2 separate regions of the Ovis aries genome follow, and region 2 is linked to region 1. The links are chromatin contacts, called in public Hi-C maps. All regions are on one chromosome and are shown on one strand. Each heading gives the region's core, a stretch centred on a gene start, on an enhancer-like site or on the middle of the called end of the contact. The rest is flanking DNA. Distances are from core to core; before and after follow the strand shown.

Region 1 (5,791 bases), core at 1,512-4,011:
CCTAGTCTTAGGGAATCTCGTGTGAACTCTAACCCTAGAGCACATCTCAGTTTTGTTTTGCTTTTTTAAAATTTACTTTTAGCTGTGCTGGGTCTGCGTTGCTACCCGGGCTTTTCTCTGGATGCAGAGAGCAGGGGCTACTCTAGCTGCAGCGTGCGGGTTTCTCTTGTGGAGTGTGGGATCTGGGTGCACGGACTTCCGTCACTGCAGCACGTGGGCTCAGTAGTTGTGGCTCCCAGGCTCTAGAGAACAGGCTCAGTAGCTGTGGCACGTGGGCTCAGCTGCTCCTCAGCATGTGTGATCTTCCTGGATCAAGGATCAAACCTGTGTCTCCTGCATTGGCAGGCGGATTCTTTACCACTGAGCCACCACATCTCAGTTTTAATTTGCCACATTTCAAGTGCTTGATGCCACGTGTGGCACAGGACCATGGAGTTGGCCAGCTCTAACCTCTACTGGTTGGTGTCCTGATATGGTTTTATTGTTTTTTGTTTTTTTTTTTTCCTAGTGTTCTCTGGCTAGCCCTCTTCCTTTGTCCTTGATGGCTGGGCAGCTTCTAGGGGGAGGTGTGATGAACATTCTGTTGCCCCTGCTTGGGGAAGGTTCTGTAGCCCTGACTTGGAGCAGAGATTCTGGAAGTCACCAGTGTTACCCAAGGAAGCAAGATTCCAAAAAGACAGGTACCTGGTGGAGCCCTTGCGTGGGTCGATCTTGAAATTATATTGTTGACTGTCCTCTCAAGGACTGTCAGCTCTCTAGAAAGCCAGCCTCTTTCTATTAAAGCTGTCAGGACAGGGTGGAAATAAGTGCATCAACCCTCCCAAAGTGAAAAGAAAGAAGTTCAGCCTCCAGGGGAGGCCACACTCCCGAGGGAATTGACAGTCCCACTGCAGGATGACTGTCGAAGGACAAGGAAATGAAACAGTTGTCAGCCTTTGCCCCTCAGCTCACAAACCACCACAGCCCCTCTGGGGGTCCTTGATGCAACCCTCACTGATTTGTTGCAGGGGGTAGTGGGGATGCTCTCCAGGGGGCTGTGTTGCTCTGACTGCACAGAGCCCCGCATGGGAGCAGGAAGTCAGAGGCCCTGGGGGCCCCGGCTCTTGCATCAGCAGCCCTGGCAGGGCCTCTGCAGGGCCCACACGAGCTTCTGAGAGCTTTGAGCATAAGGTCACAAAATAATGACATGGCAGTGTCTCCCGGGTGAGCCATCCTCTGTCTTTGGGGAACCCCCTCAACTTGGCTGTTGCAATGTAACCCAATACCTGATGAAATCCTCCCCCAAAGCAAGAGGGAGGTGACCAATGACCTTTGTCATTTGATGGGAACGTTCCTGTATCCTCTGCTGTTTGCCTTAATGTTCATTCCCAGCAAAGTAAACAAAGCATTTTTACTTGGATTTTCTGTTCAATTCAACCAGTGTTCCCTAAATGCCTGTGGTATGCTGGGGAGAAAGGGCTCCTGGTGGCCCCTCCACCATATCCAGAATGTGCTTCCTTGCTTCGGAAATCTGTTTTGGGAACCTGAGAGTGTAGTTTCCCTGACAATCTAACAGCCGAAGCCAAGCCACACTGGTCATCGCAGAAACGCTTGCCCTTTGAAAGTCATGGGCGAGTGGAAGCAGCCTGAACCCTGGTGCCAGCAGGTGGCCTCGAGTAAATTCCTGACCTTCCTGGGCGGCAGGCAGTGACACAGATGGTCCCTAAGTGTGGCCACCCTGGAGCTGAGCCCTGGGCCCCCTCCCAGCTCTGCCCAGCTCTGTGCCCTCACATGTCTCCATCCTCATTGCCTCACCTTTTACCCCAAACAGTGACCGCCCTTGCCCACCAGACCATCACAGGCGAGTGGCTCCTAAGTGCCCTGGAGGTCCCCAGGAGGAGATGTCGAGACGAGCCTTCAGGTTTAGATGGCCACATGCTTCTTCTGTTACATTTTATTTGATGGTTTCCAAGATGGGGCGCAAATCCTCTAAAGTTGGGAAGGGGCTTTCCTGAGAGGCTTTGGGGACAACAAAGGTGCTTGCCAGGGTCGGGGTAGCAAGGGGCTAAGAAGCCAGAAGTGGAAATGTTCTGAAAGGAGGGAGGGTGGCTGTCTCATGGGTCACAGAAAGGGAGACCCGCACACGTCTGGAAAGGAGAGGGAGGGAAGGAGACCTGGGACCCAGCAAAGGGGCATAGATGTGGTCTCTCCCTGGAGCCCCAGGGCTGGCAGTTAGGGCCGGACCCTGTAGATGGTAAGACATCAGGATCTGTCTTGCTTCTGTAAATATTTAAACACTGGGAGGATTATTTTTGGTAGCTACAGTCTCTCTCCGAGCCTGGCGGGCTGCCGGGCTGCTGGGAAGGGTGTCGAGTGACAGCGGGCTCTCTGCACGCTCCCCTGCGCTCCGCGTGCTCATGGGCACAACGGCCAAAACTTAAACTGGGTCACGGTTCTCCTTTCTGGGAGAGCCTGACCAGGCACGGGCTCATAGGCTTTCATGTCCGGGGTAAGACCAATGTGACCAACACGGATGTCAAGTCTCCGAAGTTTCCCTGATGGTAATTGAAAGTGACAGTGCCTTGAGCTTCCAAACCGCGAGCAGTGAAGTAGTAGGGCCAGCCGCCCGGCCAGGCACCCCCTAGGGAGGTGGCCACGCTCCACCAGACCCACCTGGGGTGAAAGGACTCATTGTGTGTCCCCGCAGAGCACGAGGGGCTGTAGAGAGCCGTCTTTGTCGCGTCCACGGGGCTGACGTGCAGAGGAGCCTGCTCCTGTGGCGGGCGTGGATGTGGGGTGCCGAAGTCCACCGGGGCCCAGCTCTCTGGGAGCGGTGGCCAGTTTCCCCCGGCCCCAGCATCAAATCTGATGGGCATCATGGCCCTGCTTCTTCCCTATGGAACACGAGGCTGGCATACACCCTCCCTTGAAACTCCATTTTCCTGGAGGTGGCACTTCAGCTGTGGAGGGCTCTGTGTGTGCCCAGCAGATGGCAGGCTTCCCCCAGATCAGCCAGGGGTGTGCCCTGCCCGCTGAGCCTGCCTCGCCTCCCACCCAGAGAGGAAGTTCCATCTGCCCTTTGTTGCTCACCTGTTCCCCCTCCCATCTCACTGCCTGTTCCCGAGGGGCTGCCTGGATATGTGCTGCTGAGGAGGGGGACACAAGCTCAGGCCCAAGCCAGACTCCCTTGACTGTGGGGCCGCCAGACATGCCTTTCCTGGGTCCCATCCCTATTTTCAGCCAGCCTCCATCTCCCTGCCGACTTTCCACTTCCTCTCTTGGGGGTCTGATAGGTGGAGAGTTGCCAGCATGGTGCCCCACACCACCCTCAGCCTTGTGCCATCCACTGCCCCCCCAGAGACCAGATGGTTAGACAGACTTGGCCTCTGGCCCCAGATCAGAGACACACGGCCAACATTAGACCTGGGATGCCAGGCAGCGGTCATCCCGGGATGCAGACTGCTTTCTGTCCTTCTCACTGCCCCTGTGGACATGCTGACCCCTGCCACAGCCCAGCTGAGTCTCAAGGGTGGCCTTGTTTGGGATTTACTTTGTTGGATACTCTCTCTTTAAAAAAAAAAGTTAATGGTTTTTATATAAACAATATTTAGTTAATACAGATGTGTTAGATATAAAGGAGTGGTACCCCAAGGAATTGAAAGCAGGGACTCAAAGAGTTATTTACACACATCTTCCATGACTTTTAAGAACCAACTTTTTCAGATTAGCCATAAGGCTGTGTCGATTGTTCCTCACCCCAACATTGGTCTGGAACTCCAGTCACGCTGCTGTGGCCCGGGACTGCTGGCTGCGGGCACCTCTGCACCAGCTCTGGTGCAGCAACCGTGCACCTCTGTCTGGTTTGGAAGGAAGGGCCGGCAAAGCTAGCCGTGGCACCAAGGCCAGGGGTCTCCTCCTGGTGAACAGGGCCTGAGACTGATCACCACACACACTTCCCTGTAACAGGGACCTACGCCTGCTCTCAACACAGCTTGTTCAACCCAGATCTAAGGCGGTTGAAAATCAAATCCAGTTTTAGGCCCTGAAAGCAGGTTCTTCAGAGACTCCGGTGGGCGGGGAAAATTGGAGGAAGCTCTGGGAGGCTTGTCAGATCAGGAGATACTGCTGCCCCAGCCTTTTCCAGAACTTAGAAAGCTAGACTCTCCCTGTTGTCTTCTGGGAACTGGGAAAATGAACACACCCTTCTGAGTGCCTGGCACTGAAGGGAGGGTACCTAAACAGGACCCTGAGTCCCTGGCCCATACCCCCCATCCCAGAGGATGGGAATTGACACTGGGAATCCAGGAGGGGGCCTCAGGGAGGGACTAACTGGGCATGCCAGCCATGAGGGTCCCCCTGCCTGCCCCCAGGAATCTCTGCCAGTAACCTGTGGTGAGATTGGCCAGGGCCAGTGTTTATACCCCTCCTCTTGGGCTTCCCTGGTAGCTCAGACAGTAAAGAATCTGCCTGCAATTCAGGAGACTTGCGTTCAATCCCTGGATTGGGAAGATCCCCTGGAGAAGGAAATGGCTATCCACTCCAGTATTCTTGCCTGGAAAATTCCATGGACAGAGGAGCCTGGCAGGCTACCATCCACGTGGTCAAAAAGAATCGGACACGATTGAGCGACTAATATTACTTTCTTATAACAAAAGCACTGGTTTTTCTATTGATGAAGCTTCTAGAGTCCTCCCAGCCTGCAGCAAAGCAAAAGGCAGCTCAGGTCACAGGCAAAATGAGCGAGGGTCACTGGGGAGGTGGGCCTGGCTTGTGGGAACTGGGCTGGTAAAGCCGGCCTGCTTTCCTCTCCCTGCCTCCCTTTAGCCTGCTGGGCCCTGAGGGCCAGCTACTATAGAAGCCCATAGCCCACTCCTTCTTGCCCTGGGGCCAAGTAGCAGGAGGTGGCGTACCTGTGGGGACAGGTCCCCAGGCCAATGCCAACTGGACTGCTGCAGAAGGCATGCCTGCCTTCTCAGAGGAACCATACACAAAGTCCAGACCTCCAGAAACAGCTAATACATGGAGTGACCTTTGAGTTTGGCAAGTGCTCAGCCAAAGCACAGCATGAACTTGGCCCAAATGGCCAGCGTCCCTAATGGCACAGGTCAGGACCTCCAGGCTGCCCTGGGGCCCATGCCTGGGGTCATCGCTCATAGGATGGCCTAGGCAGAATCTGAGCCCTGATGACTCAGCACCCTTCACCTCTGCCGGGACAGGGCCACATGCAGACAGTGCCTGTGCAGGCTTGCCGGTCTGCCCAGGATGAGAATGGCCCCGCCTACCTGGGGATAAGCCTTTAAAACAATCCTGAACTCTGTACAGGCCCTAAGCCCTGGCGAGGAGAGGAGAGAGGTGAAGAAGCTGAACTTATTCAGACTTACTCTGCAACAGGCAAAAAACCATGTCTTTTCATCCTTGAAAACACCCAGCACCACATTTATTTTGGAAGCGCCTCTGTCATTCAAACAAAGCTCAAAGCCGAAGGGTCACCTGTGCGAGGCCACACCAGTGGAGGTGATGGGGCCCTGGTTAAAAGGCTTTGCATGTTTAACTGCATCCAGAGCAGTAGCCCCCCGCTCTGAGGACTGACTCTACTTCAATTGTTTAAAGGGTAAAATTCACTCCTTGCTCACAGCGCCTCTTCATCAGGGGAAAGCAGTGCTGCTTGTGAGGGGTCTTAATGGTCCCCCACATTTGGGGCGCCCTTGGGGCCACCTTAAGTCCCACTTATGAGTGGGATTGCAGTTCACCACTCCCTGGCTGCTCACACTGCTTTCACCCAGAGCTGGCGTTCGTGTAATGGACGGAAAAC
Region 2 (5,791 bases), core at 1,176-3,675, 110 kb after region 1:
CCAACAACTGAGGCAACTGAACCCATCCACAGAGACAGCTGGTAGTTCCCATTCACCAACTCTCCCCAGAGACGCCATTCTTGACAGTTCTCCCAGAAGCAGGACCACAGTCTAGGAGCCCTGGGCGCTTTTGCCTTTTGGGACTCCTTTCTCCATTAAAAAAAACCAACAAAGTGTTAAAAATTATAGTTTATAATTGCATTGGTATAAAAATGAACACATTAATATTCTACATTAAAACATGTTCTTGAACTTAAGCTTTTTTCTTTCTTATTTTAAAAGAATTTAGATATACATACAGTGGAATATAATTCAGCCTTAAAAAGGGAGGAAATTCTGACACATACTAACAACATGGATGAATCTCAAAGACATTATGTTAAATGAAGTAAGCCAGACACAAAAGGACAAACACTGGATGATTACACTTACATAAAGAACAAAGCAACCGGAAGCTGCGGGCGAACCGATTGTCCTTGCGCGCGGAGCCGAGCGATCATGGTACCCCGAGTTCGGTCGCTGATGAGGTTCCTCATCAAGGGCAGTGTGGCTGGGGGTGCTGTCTACCTGGTGTACGACCAGGAGCTGCTGGGGTCCAGTGACAAGAGTCAGGCCGTCCTTCAGAAAGCCGAGGAGGTGGTCCCCAATGCCGTGTACCAGTTCAGCCAGTACGTGTGCTAGCAGACAGGCCTGAAGTTACCGCAGCTCCCAGCCCCTCCAAAGTTTAACTTTCACATCCGCGACTCTTGGAATTCAGGCATCATCACCATGATGTCAGCCCTGTCCGTGGCCCCCTCCAAGGCCTGGGAGTACTCCAAGGAGGGCTGGGAATACCTGAAGGAGCGAACCAAGTAGCCTGTCAGAGAAGCTCTCTGCCCCAGGTGGGAACAGGGGCAGGGGCGCCACAAACACCAGACTGGGACCCAACTGGGCAGCTCCTGGCCTTGCTGGCCCAATAAAGGACTTGGAAGTGTTTCTCAAAAAAAAAAAAAAAAAAAAGAACAAAGCAGTCAAATTCACAGAGACAGAAAGTAGAGTCGTGGTTGTCAGGGACTGGGGGGAACAGAGGAGGAGTTGTTGGTTAATGGTTCGAGTTCCAGTTTGTGAAGATGAACAGTTCTGGAGATGGATGGGGGTGATGGCTGCACAGCGATGTGAATATACTTAATGCCACAAAACACTTACAATGGTTAACATGTTACATTTTATGTTTTTACACATATACATAAATATATGTAGTATATTTTACCACAATTTTAGGGCTTCCCTAATGGCTCAGATGGCAAAGAATCTGTCTCCGGTGCAGGAGACCCGGATTTGATCCCTGGGTCTGGAAGATCCCCTGCAGAAGAGAATGGCTACCCATTCCAGTATTCTGGCCTGGAGAATCCCATGGACAGAGGAACCTGGCAGACTATAGTCCATGGGGTCGCAAAGTATAGGACATGACTGACTGACTAACACTAACTAAGTACAATTTTAAAACAACAAAAAGAAATTAGAATACTTTTGTGGACCCCTGAAAGTATTGTGGGCCCTGGCACTGAGCCTTCCCAGCCTTATAGAGAAGAGACCCTACCCAGAAGCACACAGCTGGCTGGCTTGTGTGGGCCCACTCATGCCCTTCATCAACCCCATATTCATATAGCCACCCTCCCCGTGTTCCTTCTTCCATCAGCCTAAGCCCAGAAAAAATGAAACACAGAACTTTATTTGGGACTTCAGTGGATAGAGATAATCAACACATTTCAATTCAGCTCCTGCCTTTCTCAAGGCTATTGTCTCCATCAGAGGAGAGGACCTGAGGTCCCTTCCTCCTTCCCAGGACATCCCTTGGGGTTTTATTCTCTTTCCCAGTCAGCAGCCAAGGGGAGTAGCCCTTACAGGGAAGTGTCAGGGCACTTTTAAGAGGTGGCATTTGTCAGCCAAGATAGCATTTTTTAAATTTTTACTGAACCTCAGTTTAAGGAAGAGAGTTCCTGGTGGGGTTTCTACTCTATCCCTTCACCACCCCCACCCCAGGTCCTACATGAAGCCAGCTGGCTCTCTGGGGAAATCTGCACTGTAATATCAGTTTACTTCTTATTGGCCCTTTGATAGCAGATCAGGGGCTTTGTGATGCTCTTGACCTGTGACTCCTTTAAAAACCTCAAATCGAAAAAAAAAAAGGATATATTCTCCTCCTGTCGACTTCTCTGTGAGTGAAAGGGCACTGAGCAAGGGGTCAGTTTGGGAAACAATGGCCTTGACTACTGAGTAGTGTTTAGTCCTGAGTGTGCGGGGGTGTTCCTAAAGCTTAAAGTCGTTCTGGGGCCGGTTGTTTCTGGTTGGGCAGGCAGCAGCCTCGCAGCCCAGCCGGAGTGAGGGGAAGGGGTGGGGCTGTGCCAGAAGCAGGGGGCGCGGGGCTCCTCTGCTCACCCCCTACATGAGACCCGCACTTCGCCCCACGTGTACATCTCCATCCCATTCCGGGGGAGGTGGGGCGATGCGGGCGGGGGGAACGGGGCGGAGGGCTGCCAGCTCCAGCAGGCCCCGGCTGCCAGCCAGCCCAAGGGGAGCCCGCCCCCTAGGGGAGGGCGTAGCAAGTGCAGGCTCCTCGGTGCCCCTGCCCCGGCCCCGCCCTGGCACCTGGAGCAGGCAGGTGAGGCCGCTGCCGGGGTCCCCCGGAACCGAAGGGGACTCCTTGGGGGTCCTCGGGGACAATCACAGAAAACGATCCTCCGGAAGAAGGTGGACAGGAGGACTTCTTGGACAAACCCGGGGGTTCTTTCTGGAGGTGGGGTCGCGGAGACACCCACCGTTTTCTACCAGGATTCAGGAGGGCGGGGCGAGGAGGAAGTGGACTAGGTGACCACGTCCGACGACCTTGTCGTCGGGAGTGGGGGTGGGGTGGGAACCCGGACGTGGAGAGACCAAGTTTCAGGACAGCCAGATTCAGCTCCGGAAGTGGCCAAAGCCGGCCCCGATACAGACAATACAGGATTTGGGTGGGGGGGTGCCCGAGGCGTTACCACCAGCCCCCAGTCCTTGGCCCCCGCAGCACAGGCAGAACCGTGCTCTGGCTGGGCCCTCCCGGCCGCCATCCCACGGTCACCGGATCCCTGAGCACCCCCTCCGTTCTCTCTTTGATCCTGCAGGGACACCCCCGCCCCAGGTGTCCAGCGGAGCTTGCAGCGCTCCGGCCCCTGGGGATCGATCGGCGAGCTGGCGACGCGCCGCCGCGGCTCCGGAGCCACCGCCCCCTCCCCCGCCCCGGCTACGCAGGACGCGGCCTCGGTGCAGCGTCCTGGCGGTTGCGGGCCGCGGCCGGACCCGGCTCCAGGCCAGCCACGAAGGCGGAGACCGACCGGCTCCTTCCGATCGCTCCGGCCTCGCCACTACAGGGTTGGCTGGGACGAAGAGGGGGAGGAGAGCGAGCCCAGCTTCCCCGGCCGCGGCGCTCGGCACCCCACCCCCGCTCCTCCTCCGTCGCCAACTACCCACTCCTGCGCGCGCTTAACCCTCAGCGCGCCGCGAGGCCGGGACGGGGGCGCGCACTGGGCTGGGGGGAGGGTGGGGTAGCAGTTACGCTTCGGCTGACTACTACTTCGGGGTGCGCCTGGAGATTTTAATTTTATTCCGAGGTTTGCTGCAGCAGCTCTTGGTTGGAAAAAGGAAAGAAAGAAATCTGCCGTGTGTGTGGGCCCCGCAGGGTTTGGGGGGCGCAACGAAAGCACCCGGGAGCAAAACGCAGGGGCAAGTGTGAGTGGGGAGAACCTCGTAGGCACAGGAGACCTGAGGGGAGTCCTTGGGCAAACGAACCCCAAATGAAGAACACACAGCGCACAGAGGCCGTTTTGTGTGCTCGGCGGCGGCGGCAGGCGGTGGAAGCTACACCAAAGATCATATTTGAAATATGGATCCTGGGGGCGCCTATCACCAGGCGGGCGGGAGCCCTGCGACCGAGCTTGGGATCGGGGCTGAGTGGGCTTCTCCTAGCGAACCTGGGAAGCTGCCCTGACGTTGGGAGGGGGTGGACCAGCCGACGTCGTAGAAAACGACGCGTTCCGCTTTGGCGCCGGCGACCCCCGCGTACCGCAATGCGGAGATGCGGCCCTGCGGCGGTCAATGTGGCCCCAAGGCTTGCCCCAAGGGGCCACGACCTTGCAGCGTGCCAGATCCGTTCCCCGACCGTTCACCTTGCCTGGCCCTCCCACCTGGAACCCCAGCTCCAGCTGTAGCCGAGCGGCTCTCTGCAGACGGACGCGGGGGCGTCAGGGGCTTCACCACCGAAATGAAAGCCGACCCTTGGCGGGCCGTGCCACAAAGAGCAGAAACATGGGTGTGGGGCCTCAGAGGGCGGAGGGACGCCCTTAGAGACAAAGTCATCCCTCGGAGAAGGTGCACGGGGCAGCCTTCCGGCTCCCACACAGCCTCCCTGCTCTCCTCACCGCCATCAGTAACAACACCCCCACACACATACACAGCCCCACCAGGCCAGCTCCCCCAAAGTCAGCGCTAAAATGCAAAATTACATATGCCAGAGCTGAAGTCAAAGACAAGTTCCCCTATTAAGAACAGAAGAGAGAAATGAACTCTAGTCAATACCTGGGCAGATTTTGTAGATGTTGCTAGCAAATTCTCCCTCAGCTACTCAAAATCCACCTCGGGGGTTCTAAAAAGTCACACTAACTAGAGGGCTTTCTTAGTGGGGGACTAGCTGGGGAAGTCACAGGCAGCCCCTTCCGGGCAGAGCCCAGACCTGGGCTCCGTGGGCGGGTAGTGGCATCTCCTGGCAGAGAGCGTCCATTCAGAGAGTTTCTTTAAGAAGTCGTTTGTTTCCCTCAGTTGACATGGGTCAGGCCCCTTGGGGATCCGAATTGTCAATGACCACCCTCGGGTCCAGGGCCGTTAAATTTTTCCAGGCTGCTCCAAGGTCTGCTCTTCCAGCCCTCTGCTCTCGGGGTGGGAGCCTGAGCTCCTCAAGAAAGCACCGCTCCTCTCTTGGGGCCCTTGAGGGCCCCTAGGGGCCCCAGCCCGAGGTGGCACCCAGAGGACTTCTGCCCTTCAGGGGAACCAAGGTGTGCGATCTGCCTCCGGCTGGAAGGGGGCAGCATCAAAAGCGCAGTCCGACGACCCTTCTCCGGGGTTCCCCGTGGGCTAGGGATATCCCGGGTCGGAGGCAGGGGCCCCAGCTGAAGGCTCTGGGAATCCCGTATTTAGAGCTCCATTTGTCTGCTACTCCCTCGAAGGGGCCAAGACGGGGCGGGATGGTAGGGGAGGCCCCACGGGAGATTTTCCAGGAGGGGCTTGCAGTGCACACCGGGGGAGCTTCGAGGGCTCACGGTTCCCCACCCCTCAGTTTCTGTCCCTTCCTTCTCCCTGCAGCCCATTCACAGCCCGGAGGACCTGAGCTTCGCCCCACAACCCGCCGGCAGATGAGCGGTGGTCTAGGGCCGGTCTGCGAGACAAGGCTCCGGCTCGGGGAGTCGGCCTCTCTCCACGTTGGCCCACCCACCGCCAGGACGAAAGAAACAACCACGCGAGTTCCCGGGTTCGGCTTGCGTATTTCGGTCACTTTTCAAGCCGGGAGCGGGGGCGGCCGGGGACTCCCGGGGCTTCCGAGGAGCTTCTGGGCGTCCCCTCCCGAAGTGTTGGGGAGACTGCGGCTGCTCGCACGGTCACACCGGCAGCTCCAGAAAAGACCCGCCGTGTTGGCCGGTGGGAGCCACCCATCCTCCCCAGCTCGGCAGCAGAGCCAGCTCGGCTGCTGCGCAAATTCGCCGTCGGGGCACAGGGTGCCATCGCGTGG

Evidence for each region. A called contact is a pair of places that touch in the nucleus more often than the background predicts.
Region 2: a Hi-C map of muscle shows a contact between it and region 1, with 2.6 times the contacts expected there. The contact joins the promoter of LOC121820716 here to the enhancer-like site in region 1. A contact is called at or near these places in 7 of 16 Hi-C or Micro-C datasets (blood, hypothalamus, liver and 3 more).

Annotation. Positions count from the first base shown.
Region 1 is chr11:51,926,765-51,932,555 of ARS-UI_Ramb_v3.0, forward strand. The region is part of intron 3 of TBC1D16 (TBC1 domain family member 16); the gene reads left to right. Among named protein-coding and RNA genes, the nearest start is that of TBC1D16, 38 kb to the left of the region's middle. Within about 2 kb of position 2,762, at least 8 of the 54 cell types and tissues checked have an H3K27ac peak or open chromatin away from gene starts, as enhancers often do. A contact at or near this core is called in muscle, where this site is marked.
Region 2 is chr11:52,041,199-52,046,989 of ARS-UI_Ramb_v3.0, forward strand. LOC121820716 reads left to right here and starts at 2,426. Exons shown (of 3, transcript XM_042256829.2): 1 at 2,426-2,477; 2 at 2,647-5,060; 3 at 5,368-5,791. The coding sequence starts at 2,426. The coding sequence ends at 3,611. It also overlaps the pseudogene LOC101121949.